Regions from separate parts of the Mus musculus genome. Here regions 2, 3 and 4 are each linked to region 1. Evidence: chromatin contacts called from public Hi-C, HiChIP or PLAC-seq and capture Hi-C data. All regions are on one chromosome and are shown on one strand. The core of a region is the stretch at or near the end of the contact, and the rest is flanking DNA. Distances in the headings are between cores, read along the strand shown. Region 1 holds the start of Rnf150 (ring finger protein 150). Region 2 holds the start of Ucp1 (uncoupling protein 1 (mitochondrial, proton carrier)). Region 3 overlaps Elmod2 (ELMO/CED-12 domain containing 2). Region 4 has its middle 25 kb from the start of Tbc1d9.

The links. Hi-C and Micro-C count contacts between places; a contact is called where the count stands out from the background. HiChIP or PLAC-seq counts read pairs in DNA pulled down with a chosen protein or histone mark. Capture Hi-C pulls out chosen DNA fragments and counts their contacts.
Region 2: a capture Hi-C map of embryonic stem cells shows a contact between it and region 1, with 6 times the contacts expected there. The contact joins the promoter of Ucp1 here to the promoter of Rnf150 in region 1. A contact is called at or near these places in 12 of 39 promoter capture datasets (the 3T3-L1 cell line, the C10 cell line, the HPC-7 cell line and 7 more), 1 of 484 Hi-C or Micro-C datasets (bone marrow-derived macrophages), 9 of 115 datasets of contacts at active chromatin or transcription factors (bone marrow-derived macrophages, embryonic forebrain, embryonic hindbrain and 5 more) and 3 of 9 other capture datasets (embryonic stem cells, liver and macrophages).
Region 3: a contact with region 1 is called in an H3K4me3 HiChIP or PLAC-seq map of embryonic stem cells, with 8 times the contacts expected there. The contact joins the enhancer-like site here to the promoter of Rnf150 in region 1. A contact is called at or near these places in 4 of 39 promoter capture datasets (HPC-7-derived erythroid cells, embryonic stem cells, maxillary cranial neural crest and 1 more), 4 of 484 Hi-C or Micro-C datasets (bone marrow-derived macrophages, conventional dendritic cells, embryonic stem cells and 1 more), 12 of 115 datasets of contacts at active chromatin or transcription factors (craniofacial prominence, embryonic forebrain, embryonic stem cells and 4 more) and 2 of 9 other capture datasets (embryonic stem cells and liver).
Region 4: a contact with region 1 is called in a Hi-C map of bone marrow-derived macrophages, with 24 read pairs. The contact joins the enhancer-like site here to the promoter of Rnf150 in region 1. A contact is called at or near these places in 4 of 39 promoter capture datasets (the 3T3-L1 cell line, liver, pre-B cells and 1 more), 4 of 484 Hi-C or Micro-C datasets (the N1E-115 cell line, bone marrow-derived macrophages, cerebellum and 1 more), 6 of 115 datasets of contacts at active chromatin or transcription factors (the 230-238 cell line, embryonic midbrain, embryonic stem cells and 3 more) and 4 of 9 other capture datasets (bone marrow-derived macrophages, embryonic stem cells, liver and 1 more).

What each region holds. Positions count from the first base shown.
Region 1 is chr8:82,861,989-82,864,873 of GRCm38.p6, reverse strand. Rnf150 (ring finger protein 150) reads right to left here and starts at 1,518. Exons shown (of 7, transcript NM_177378.4): 1 at 384-1,518. The coding sequence starts at 864.
Region 2 is chr8:83,288,506-83,291,658 of GRCm38.p6, reverse strand. It overlaps Ucp1 (uncoupling protein 1 (mitochondrial, proton carrier)), which reads right to left and starts at 1,311. Exons shown (of 6, transcript NM_009463.3): 1 at 951-1,311; 2 at 59-257. The coding sequence starts at 1,076.
Region 3 is chr8:83,314,415-83,317,363 of GRCm38.p6, reverse strand. Elmod2 (ELMO/CED-12 domain containing 2) reads left to right here. Exons shown (of 9, transcript NM_178736.5): 8 at 430-563; 9 at 903-2,949. The coding sequence ends at 1,048. Among named protein-coding and RNA genes, the nearest start is that of Elmod2, 17 kb to the left of the region's middle. Within about 2 kb of position 1,498, at least 11 of the 459 cell types and tissues checked have an H3K27ac peak or open chromatin away from gene starts, as enhancers often do. A contact at or near this core is called in craniofacial prominence and embryonic stem cells, where this site is marked.
Region 4 is chr8:83,138,853-83,141,859 of GRCm38.p6, reverse strand. No RefSeq gene overlaps it. Among named protein-coding and RNA genes, the nearest start is that of Tbc1d9, 25 kb to the left of the region's middle. Within about 2 kb of position 1,634, at least 89 of the 459 cell types and tissues checked have an H3K27ac peak or open chromatin away from gene starts, as enhancers often do. A contact at or near this core is called in the 230-238 cell line, bone marrow-derived macrophages and pro-B cells, where this site is marked.

The DNA of each region.
Region 1 (2,885 bases), core at 269-2,768:
CACACAACGAAGCGCAGAGACAAGTTATTAGAACTTCCGGTTCCAAACAGGTGCTGAAACGGGTCACTAACAAGAACAATATCTCAGCCCTGTTTCCCAAATCTCACTTTCCAAATTCTCCTGGGAGAAGACACTCCACAGCTTGAACCCTCTCCCGAACCAGACTCTCCGATACTCCCCCAACATACTGAAACCTCTCATGCTTGTAACCTGTCCCCCAAGCGACGCACAACAAAACTTAATAGGTTCATACATAAGAGACTGGTCTCTGGTGCTGCACGGACTTCTCAGCCAGAGGTGCCCCGGAGGCGGTGCTAGATCTCCCTAGACGCTTCTCGGGCTCCCCTCCCCCACGTCCGCCAGGCACCCCCCGGGTTGCTCACCTGCGTGGGGCATGGTGATGGTCTCGTTTGTGTTGGAGCCCACGTTAAAGATGACCACAGCGGAGGCGTTCTGCAGGAACGCGTTCCGGATCTTATCCCTGTACGTGCAGTTGCCCTTGGGGATGAGGGCTATCCAGTGCTTGCCGTGGGCCGGCGCGGCGAACTTGGTGTTGGGGTCGCAAGCCAGGCGGTCTTGGGCCGAGCTGGCCATGACCACCTCGCCGCGCGCGTCCTGCTTGGGCGAGTGCTCCCCGTATCGCCCGCACTCGCTCTTCTCCGTGTGCAGCTCCGCGCCGCCACCGCTGCCCGCCACCGCGGCCCCGGGCTCGGGCTCCAAATAGGTGATGTTCACGAAGGCGGTGTACCATTCCTCCTTCTCCGCCACGGTGAAGTCCAGGCAGAGCAGATGCACGAAACAAAAGGAAAGCAGCCATGTTGAGAGAGCCAGACTGCGGCACGCTTGGATGAGAGACATTGTCATCTCTCTCCTCCGGGGTCCCCTCCCCGCCCCCTGCGCCCTCCCCCCGCTCCGTCCCTCCTTTCCCTGCCCCGGCCAACCCCGGGCAGCCACTCTGGTTCTCCTGTCGCTGCGACTCACTCCCTGGCCGGCGGAGCTCCGGCTGGGACGCGCAGACGCTGCGGAGACCGGATCCGGGACGAGCGGGAGAAACCCGCCCTGTCCCCTCTCAGCCGAAGCGCGGCGCTGGCATCGGGCTTCCCGGGTGATCGCGGCGCGGTCGCGGAGCGGGCGCCGCGCACTTGCGGGGGAGTCCGGCTGCCAGGCGTCCTGTTCCTTTGCCCCGTGTCGCCTTCTCTCATAGAGGTGGCGGGGTCCTCGGGTTTGGAAGGGGTGGCGGCTCTGCTTGTCGCGGCCGAGCGGGGCGGGGGTGGGGTGCTGGAGATCCTCGGTGCTGGGACTATCGGTCCCGCTGCAGACGCGGAGGTCGCTCCTGTTATGCGTGGGTTCCCATGGGCAGTAGGCGCTGCGCTTCTGGCCAGACTAGGTGGCTACGCCCGGGACACTCACTTGCCGAGGGAGGGGGAGGTACGGGGCAGATGGGATGGGGGAGAGCGTGAGGAGAGGGATACAGCGTTTTGTGTGTGTCTGTATTTGTGTGTGTGTGTGTGTGTGTGTGTGTGTGTGTGTGTGTGTGTGTGTGTGTGTGTGTGTGTGTGATGTGCGCGTGCAAGGAGGAGCTTAGTATGATGTCAAAGCTCCTGGGCTCCCCTTGCAACGCTCACTCTGTCTCTCTTCCTGGGCGTCAGCGACCTCTGCTGGGCCTCAAATTCAGGCTTCGACAGTTGCGGGCAAAAGGTAAAAAGGACCTTCAGGCCTTTGAATTGGGAACAATTAATTGAGGGAGTCTTAAATACAGCAAAGTGTAGGAACCTCTCTGGAACAGCATTTCCGTTTGCTGGAAGATGTGCAGAGAGTTCTCTGGTATTTATCCCAGCACTGATTGGTCATGAGGCCCCTCCCCCCCGCCCCCCCAGACCTGAATATTTAGGACAGTGGCTGTCAGAATTCCAGTTTTAAACCAGGACTGATCAGCATGAATTCAGGAGAATTTCACATTTATTAAGTCAGGGGTGGGGTCCTTGGTGATGCACACTCTGCTGGTCTAAGGACCAGTCTGTGGTGTGGGTAAAAGTGACTTCTTTTCCTCTGCTCTGGAAGCCAGCTCATGGCATGGCGTTAGTTTTCTTAGAAAATGGACCTCTCCTCATACTTTAAGATTGAGACATTTTGCCTCCATTCCCACTCTAATAGCCCTGCCTTAGAGGATTCACAGCGTCAGTAGGTGGTATGTGTGTGTGTGTGTGTGTGTGTGTGTGTGTGTGTGTGTGTTCGTTACCATTTTAAGCTGTGTTTTCCAGTTGTGACAGAGATTAAAAGAAACCAGTGGAGAACAGTTTCCTAGAGTCGTGTTCTAATAGCAGAATTCTTTAACAATTAGATATCTGGTTGGTTGTTACACTTCCTCATTAATGGTTTCTGTAGTTTCAGAAACCAGTAATATAAAATGTCTACTTATTTATACATACACAAATATGGTAGTGCTTAATGATTTACATTATATCTTCCACCTGGTTCTCTTTCCTGTGCCTCTCGAGAAGCACTGAGAAGCCCAGCAGTTTTTGTCACAATATACACATCCTAGGTCTGGACATCACAAAACAGAAGATGGATTCTGGATATATCCTATGTCTAAATATAATCCTCAAAGGACGAAGGACTTGAATGATTATTAGGGGACCAGTTGTTGGTAATAGGAAGGAGTTGTAGGTACAATAGATCAGACAGGTTGGTGTTTGATGTGTTCAGAAGCCATAGTGAGCTCATCAGGGGTGGAGAGAGATGAGCGATGGAAAGAATGAGATGGGATTAATGGTGGGAAGATTCTAAGTGGCCTTGCAGTTTAATCTGGGTGAGAGGAAGATTCCTGGGAGATGTCTGGACAGAAAAATGTGGTGTTATATGAGAACATCAAAGTTTTATTC
Region 2 (3,153 bases), core at 62-2,561, 430 kb before region 1:
GGCCAGTTGGTTTTCACAGATATAAACAGGTGAAGAACTGGTATGCATATTTCCTTACTTTCTCTCCCTGAAGAGAAGTACTCTTGGACTGAGTCGTAGAGGCCAATCCTGAGTGAGGCAAAGCTGATTTGCCTCTGAATGCCCGCAGGCAGACCGCTGTACAGTTTCGGCAATCCTTCTGTTTTTGCCAGGGTGGTGATGGTCCCTAGGACACCTTTATACCTAATGGTACTGGAAGCCTGGCCTTCACCTTGGATCTGGAAATCAGAAAAGTGTGGGTCAGAGAGAAGTGGCTGTCCATTAAGGAAGGGGGGATCCCACCTGACAGGGGGACTAAAAAAAAAAAAAAAAAACTGGTGTATACCCTAGGTAAGTATCTTTTTTATAATTTCCCCTTCTCAACACCTCTCTTGCATACTACCCCATATTCTCATCTCTCCCTCTGTCTCTGTCTATCTATCTATCTATCTATCTATCTATCTATCTATCTATCTATCTATCTATCTATCTTTCTTTCTATCTAATCTATCTATCATCTATCCATCTCAGAGGTGGAGCTTGCTACAATGCAGGCTCCAAACACCTAAACAAGGTACCCAGGAAATCTCCAGAGCCCCTAAAAGCAGGATGGGATAGTACACCACCCCGTGCCCCAAATCAAAGAAAGGTAAAAGCGCCAGGCCTGTAAACTCTGAGGGATTTGAATTATTATTATTATTTAGACCCCACATGCTCAGGACACCATTGCCTTATGAAGGATTTGGCAGAGGCCATTTTTAACCCATCAACAGCGGTTCTTCAGCCAATCCAAGGGCCCCATTTCCTTCCTAATAGCACCCATTCCCAAGACAGAGCCACCCTGAGGAAGAGTGGTTAAACCGTAGCACACATCACAGGGATGCCCACAGCAGTCCTGCTTGGAGAAGCCTCATCAATGTCACTAACTCTACCTGAAGGCGGACTTTGGCAGTGTCCAGCGGGAAGGTGATGATATCTGCCAGGCAAGCTGAAACTCCGGCTGAGAAGATCTTGACCCCCATGGTGGGTTGCACTTCGGAAGTTGTCGGGTTCACCATCCTGGCTTGGAGGGCAGAGAGGCGTGAGTGCAAGAACAAAAGGACTCAGCCCTGAAGACAACAGTGGCACTGTTGCCTGATGCGGGCACGAAACCCGCGACTTCGGACTCCTGCAGAGCCACCTGGGCTAGGTAGTGCCAGTGCAGAGGCGGCGCTGTGGAGCAGCTCAAAGGTGAGCGTCCCTTCCTCTTGCTCGGGCAGGGAGGACCCGTTAAGCCCAGATTGCCCGGCACTTCTGCGCCCTGACCTGGGAGATCTATATAGCCCCTTGCCGGAGGAGGGACTGGGGGAAGTGGCTGAGCCGGCCCAGGTCTCCAAAGAGCTGCTAGTGGGACTTGGCAGGGGCGTGCCTTGGGTGCGCAAGCCTCCCAGCCGCGCGTCACTCCCAAAGCCCTGGCCACATCACCTCTGATTTGGCACCAGTTCCTGATTATGCCCAGAGGACACACAGAGGGGCTTCACCCGCGTCCCCGCAGCGTGGTGCCTTTTGTCACTCTTCAACAGCCTTGGACCAGGGCGCAGAGCAGGGGCTGGTTCCCTTGAATAAGCGCGATCTGATCTCCTCCGAGATTTTGCTGAAAAGTTCCACAGCTAGAATAGCTGTAGGATGAACGTCCCAGTCCCGGGCCCCCTTCCCATGCATCTACTTGGCTACTGATTCTTCTCCTTTCAATTCTGAATGTCCCTTTCTTTACATTCCTTTTCAAATGTCACCTTCAGATTTGGGTGACTGGATGGGGTGGGGATGAGGATGTGGGAGGGGAGGGAATCCATGCAAAAACTAATAACGCCCTAAACTTTTTCGAGAAAGTGAGTGCATCGTGTGGTCACTTTTAGTTGGGCGAGATCAACTAAGCTCATAAGCCAGCCCTTGCTCCTTTGAATAGTTCTTAGCAGGAGCCCTGGAAGGACAGAGGGTTGGTTGGCTGCAGATGCAACCAAGCCATCTGACCAGCTTCGTGACCCTGAGAAAGTCCTCTAGCTTTGGTTTGTGATTGTGTCAAATATAGTCCCAGATTTGAACTCTTGTTATCCCTAGTGCCAGTTCAGACATTGTAAGGTGGTTTGTTGGTGTGTGTGTGTGTGGGGGGGGGGTGTTTCTTACTTCTATCTTTGAGCAAAGATTTGTATTTGAAAAGCTTTAAAAAAAATACTACGTAAGAAATGGTGAGAAAGAGAGCAGGCTGGAGCCGATGCCTGTTCTCTGTATCCTCCCTGGTTGGCCAGGTTCTGCTACTCAGCGTGGTCCCAGGAGAGTGAAGGAGGTGGGACTCATCTCCTGGATTGGGGCATGTAAGAGACAACACCCCTGGACACCACATTTAAAGGGGCAAGCGTGCACACTAAGCAAGAACCTAGTCCTGGGAGCTTCCACAATAAAATACACACCTGGAACTTGAGCCAGAACAGCAGTGATGAGCAGTCAGTGGTGTGTGTGAAGACAATGATATGGAGGGGAGCAGAATGCCTGGGGGCTGGGAAACTGAATGGGGGGCGGGGAGAAAAGAGGGGCAGGGGCAGGAAGCTGCAAGACCTATGGATGAAAAGTGTAATAAGCAGCCTAGTGGTGGTGACACACACCTTTAATCCCAGCACCAGGGAGGCAGAGGCCAAAGCAGCAAGGGGTCTTTGTGAGTTTGAGGCCAGCCTGGTCTACAGAGTGAGTTCTAGGACAGCCAGGGCTGCCGAGGCTAGAATAAACCCCCAAACAGCAGCAGCAACAACAGTATAATAAACGGCAGTCTGTGAGCATCCTTTCTGCATGTGAGTTCATCTTATATGTTGTGCAGGGCTTGGTAGATCGTAAACTGTGCTCACATGAATGACACATCTAACCAGATAATACAGCTTAAGAAAGGGTTACTATGGAGTCAGAGATTATTAGAAAATGACTCTACACTTGAGAAGATGGCCGCAGTCTTGGCAATGTTTCCACTTGATTGTCACAAAGCAGTTGGCAAGTAAATACTCTTTATAAGATGGCAACTTTCCGTTTTAGGATTATTAGGAGAAAATGGCATTGATGTTTTCATTAAAACATCATGCTGCTTGCATCATGATCCCATAGGAAGCGTCA
Region 3 (2,949 bases), core at 249-2,748, 450 kb before region 1:
TGTCCCTCATTGTATTTAAATGTTGCAGTCAGAACTTTTATTTTTACTTCTTAGCTTCTATTCAGAAAACAACAGTCTTCAAAAAAACAAGCACTTTGCGGGGCGGTGGTGGCGCACGCCTTTAATCCCAGCACTTGGGAGGCAGAGGCAGGCAGATTTGTGAGTTCAAGGCCAGCCTGGTCTACAGAGTAAGTTCCAGGACAGCCAGGGCTACTGAGAAACCCTGTCTTGAAAACAAACAAACAAACAAAACAAAACAACAAGCACTTTGATCTTTCTCACTGTCTGAGTTCAGAGAGGTTACTGCAAAGTAGGCCCTGTGTCAGGAGTGCAGTAGAGACAGTTTGGAGTGGACTAATGAGCTCTTTACATGCTGTAAGCTGTTACGAGCGTCAGCTAGCTGTGTAACTGGCAATGTTTCTGACGTAGGTATTCTTATGCAATAGTTGGAATCAACCTTACAGAGATGGCTTATAGCTTACTGAAGAGCGAGGCCCTGAAGCTTCACCTCTACAACTTTGTCCCTGGGGTACCAACGATGGAGCACTTCCACCAGTTTTACTGTGAGTATCGGGGTCAGAACCAGACCTGACCAAGAGCAATTCTAACACTCAGCGAGGCAGAATATAGAGCTTTTAACCTAATGCCTCTGAATACAGAGTTTATGCTTATCATTTTATTGTTTAAGATCTTTGCTATCCAAGAGAATAATGGAAGATGATCTCTAAGTGCACTTTAAACATTACTGTCTATATTTGAACTCAGATTGTCTGGCTGGTGTGACAAGCAGCCTTATTCACCAAGCTGTCTCCCTGACCCAAGATGCGTATATACTTTCTGAAGATGGTCTAAATAGATGATTTTACTCCTGTGGACATGTATTTGTGTGTTTTTACTTGCAGGTTACCTTGTCTATGAATTTGACAAGTTTTGGCTTGAGGAAGAGCCAGAAAGCATTATGTACTTCAACTTGTACAGAGAGAAGTTTCACGAGCGGATCAAAGGACTCTTGATGGATTGCAATGCTGTGCTCACTTTGAAAACATGAACCATCCGTGTATCTTCACTTTCTACCACATTTTGCACACACAACAGAATTTATATGTTATTATAGAAATTATCTGATTAACTACACTCATATAATTTCCTACAAAAATACTTCAGAAACTCTATTTAAGAAAGCTAGCGGACAATCAGTGTATGTTTACAGTTGTTTATACACTGTTCTCCAAAGGTCCCTTACCCTTCCAAAGAGCCCTTCCGGAGGTACATGAACTACAGTTTGGAACTTGGGTCTTAGCCTGTTAGTTTAAAAGTATAAATCAGGTATATTTATAGTTAGCCAATTGATCACAATGTGCACAAGTCTGTTGTCATTTTATGTGTGGTGCTCCCAAGCTGGTGTCTTTTTGAAAATTCTGCAGGGTCATTGTTTGCTCTGGAAGTGGCTTTTGAATGCCCTTTGTCTTTTTATTTCTAGGCAAATCAGCACAGGGTGCCCTCTGAGGCTTTCTTTGTGTCTTTAGCTCTTGTCAAGATGTCCTGTCCTTGGAGCAGAGGGCACATGACTCTGTCAGGGAAGGTGGACAATCATGGCTTCCTTTTGATTTTTCTGGTCACTGACTAAAGAACCGAGACGTGGCAGTACTGATGGCTGCTTCTTACTTATAAGTAGCCCGTGTGGGAGGTTTTATCCTAAGGAGTCTAGGCATTTACTCCAGGTCAGTATTTGTTTTTATCAGCTGTAGAAGGAACCTTCCTCAGAGCCCCCTGGGAGAACCCCGCCTGTGTGTTTAGAAAGGAGGTGCCTCTGCTGAGAAAATCTGGACTGCATTTGAAACATAGTTTCTTTTTCGATAAAACTGTCTTTGAAACTTACACAAGAAGAAAACCGAGAGCTTTTTAGACATCTGTTCCCTATCATTGGTGTGTTTGACCTGCTGTTCACTTTTGCTTGCCCTTGATTTGACTCTGGTGTTTCTGGGTAATATTGTAGGGACCTGGGTTAGTGGGCTGGGACATGCTACCATAGCCTGGATCATGACTGTGCATTTTTGTATAGCTTTATTCTCCAAAGTCTCAGGAGGGCAGCAAGTATTGTCGAGGATTCTATGTGAGGGGATTCTAATGGGGTGGTTTCCTCTTGGCATGCTTTAGCAATTTGTTCTCAGAGCAAAACAAAAAGAGCCTAAAGATAAGAAAGATGATTGGACTTAGAAGCACTGAGTACGTCCCGTGGAAACCAGTCTACAACATGATAGGTTAACCTAAAACATGGTGCTGTTTTGCACATCTTTTAATATCAGGTATTTAAAGACTAGCTTGTGTGATAGCGGAAAGTTTGCTGTTTTCTCACAATTTGTTCATGTTTTCTGTCAAGCCTGTCTTCCCACTTGTGGGGTTGGGGGGAGAGAGCAAGCATGAGAAAGTCATGTGCAGTACGGATGTCCCATCAGAGAGCCACAGCTGGAGTGTTGTATAGCACTGTGTTGCAGAGCATGGGTTCAAATTGCTTTTCCTTAAGGAAGATAAAACTTTTTTTAAAAGTAGCTTTGTTTTATAATACTAGAAAGGATTCAGCTTTTCAGTATTATAGGAATTTAATAATTGATTTCTTATAGGGGACTTGTTGACCCTGGTAATACAGTAATTTCATTTTTGAGAAATCTTTTGTCACCCAGGTTTTAGGATGCATTGTGTACCAAAACCCTAACAAGGAGCCCATGGTTACCATTGTTGTCCACTGTATTATAGTGTGAAGTCCTCCATGGAAAGCAGCTGTGTTAGTCTTTAACTTTTGTGCTAAAAGTACTTATGCATGTATTTTAATCTTTGAGCAGCCTAGATCTTGAACTGATTTAACTCTTTATCAGCATATGTAACAAAAAGCATACTTGAAGTATGAAAGAGGAAGTAATAATAATAATAATAAGTAATTATTTTCTGGCA
Region 4 (3,007 bases), core at 385-2,884, 280 kb before region 1:
AGTGTTTTAAAGAAACAGAAGAAGGCCCTGAGGAAGTGAATTACATGCCATTTTCTCCTGGAAAGACATCAAGTCGCTAGGATTTTTCTGTGAATACAGTTAAGGTTTGATTTGTGGTCCAAACGAAGACCAAAGGGATCTTCTTATGACTGTAAAGACAGTTCCAAGAGCAGAGGCCAAAACCAGATGTCTTTCACGGTGTGTACAGTGAAAGAGTTTTCAGAGGAGAAAGAGTTAAAAACAGTATGTCTCCAGACAGGGCAAGTGATTGGAACCTTCTTCAGAACTGAAACCAGAAAACCGGAACTGGGCAACTCAGCTTCCAGCAAATGTTGACTTTGCACAACAAAAAGTTGCCGTGTGCCCACTGTGTCTGGCTGTGTGTGAGTAATGAAGCTGTGTGCTTGACATGGGGCAGATGATGCATCGTGATTAACTAGGGACACCTTCCACCCTGACAGGGAGCAAGCTGATGATGTGGAAATGAGGCCAGTGACATGAAGTTATACTTTAAAAACATGTCTTGAATTGTCGCTTCTATTTTAAAGGGATAGAAGCAAAGGAAACTCAAGGCAGAAAGAACTGTACCAATATGAAGACATCTGGGTTCTTGAGGAATGTTGTGTCCAATCCCAGTTGGACTTCCTAGCTAAGAGTGCGATAGGCAAATGACTACAGTACTTACAGTACTCCAGCTCTTGGCACATAAGGAAGATATTGGAGGTTGCAGCTATTAGTTCGAGTCAGTGAAACGGCAAGTGTGCTGTCTGTGAGGAAGTCAACTGCTTCCTGTGAAATGACCAGGGCAGAAGCAGAGGCTGGCTGGGCCTCAGGATACAGAGGGGAAGCTGTTGTGTGCCTGTGTGTGGGACACAGTGGTGTCTGGAGGTGATGTTTACGAAGGTGCATGTACTTGCTGGTCTACCTCCTCCCCACCATGGTTGTGTGTTCCTCTTTTGGTTCCCCTTAGGGGCTGGGTAAGACTGAATTCGAAACAGAGGGCTGACATTTCTTCCTGATCCCTGTCAAAGTAAATTAAGGCTTCCAGCAATGATGTTCTAAAGGGGCAGGGATATACTCACATCAAAAGACCACCAGCTGCCTATGAGGGTGTCATCTGTGGCATGTGGTACATGTAGTAGAATATATTACTTAGACTCTGTTTGGGAGACCCTATTTCATGCTAGAACACTGAATTCTAGTCGTTAAGTTCTGTTATCTTGCTTTGTGGACTTTGAAATCCTGTTTTATTAACATAGCAAAACCCAGGATAGGAAAATGAGATTTACACAAGTGATGGAAAAAATGAAGAATTTACTAATAATCCCTGTAACGTGACCAACTGGTGGAGGTATTTATGTGAACTTTCAATGCTGTTTCAACAACTGCCTGTAATTGTCTAGCAAGGGAAGGCCCATAGAAGGCAGTGCCTGATAAACTAGTTACCTAGTTTTTGGACTGGACAGTGACATCTAGCAGTTTCCTTCCAGGAAGGAGACATACTCAGGAGACTCAAGGAGTAAACAAACCTCCCACATCCTGGGAAAGCTGAAACCAAGGTTCACCAGAGGGCCCCCACCCCTGCCAAGGATAAGGAAGCAGTGTGAAGAGCTGTTGGGGTTTGGCAATGGGGAGAGAGCAGAGTGCTCTGAGGAGCCTTTCTGACCAGTCTAGCTGCTTGTAGTTCCTGCAGAGAGCTCTGGGCTTGCAGCCTTGGCAGCTGTCATCGGAGCTATGGACTTCTCTGCCATGAAGTTCCTTAGCATCATCTCTGTTCCTGTGAGCATCTTATGCACACTCCTGGGAGGAATCCCAGCAAGCTGGCTGATTCCACGCTGGACTGTGGTGCCATTCTTTCTTTTATCTCTTATTGGAACTGTGCCCTTTCGAATGAGTGGGCATTTGTGTCACATCTTCACAGGAAAAAGAATCACACGACGGACACAAAGAAATGTGGCTGTGCCTTTCCTTCTCAAAGCTTTCTGTACTGACGGGTGTCTGAGCTCTGCCTACTTTGTTGTTGTTTTTTGTTTTGGTTTGTTTTTTTGAGACAGACACTCATGTATCCTAGGCTGGCTTCAAACTTAGTATGTAGGTGAAGATGACCTTGAATTTATAATCCTTCAGTCTCCATCTCCTAAATGATGAGATTCCAGGGGACCACCATGCTTCCCCTGTGCCATACTGGATACTGAATCCAGACTTCTTGTACCCTAGACCAGAACTCTACCAACTGAGCTACATACCCAGCTCAGTTATGATGATTTGAAGGATCCTTATTCTTTCCATTAATTATTTATTTACTTTATATCCTGATCACATCCCCCCTCTCCTCCAAGTCACCCCCTCACACACCCCTTTTCCCCATAGCTCTCTCCCTTTCTCATCTGAGAAGGGGGAGGTCCCCCTGGATACCAATCTACCCTGGCACCTCAAGCCATTGAAGGACCAGGCACATCCTTTCCCACTGAGGCCAGACAAGGCAGCCCAGTTAGGGGAATGGGATCCACAGGCAATCAGCAGAATCAGGGTAGGCCTTGCTCCAGTACGAAGACCAAGCTGCACGTCTGCTACGTGTGTGTGTGTGTGTGAGTGTGTGTGTGTGTGTGTGTGTGTGTGTGTGTGTGTGTGTGTGTGTGTATGGGGGAGCTAAACCCAACTCATGCATGCTCTTTGGTTGGTAGTTCAGTCTTTGGGAGTTCCCAAGGGTCCAGGTTAGTTGACTGTTGGTCTTCCTGTGGAGTCCCTGTCCTCCAGGTCCCTCAATCCTTCACCCAACTCCTCCACAAGACTTTCTGAGCTCTGTTTAATGCTTAGCTGTGGGTCTCTGCATCTGTTTCAGTAAGTTGCTGAGTGGAGCCTCTCGAAGGACAATTATGCTAGGCTCCTGCCTGCAAGCCTAACAGAATATTATTAATAGAAATTGGTTCTCAGCCATGGGATGGGTCTCACTAGTTGAGGCTAGGCATTGGTTGAACATTTGCTCAGTCTCTGCTCCATCCTGGTC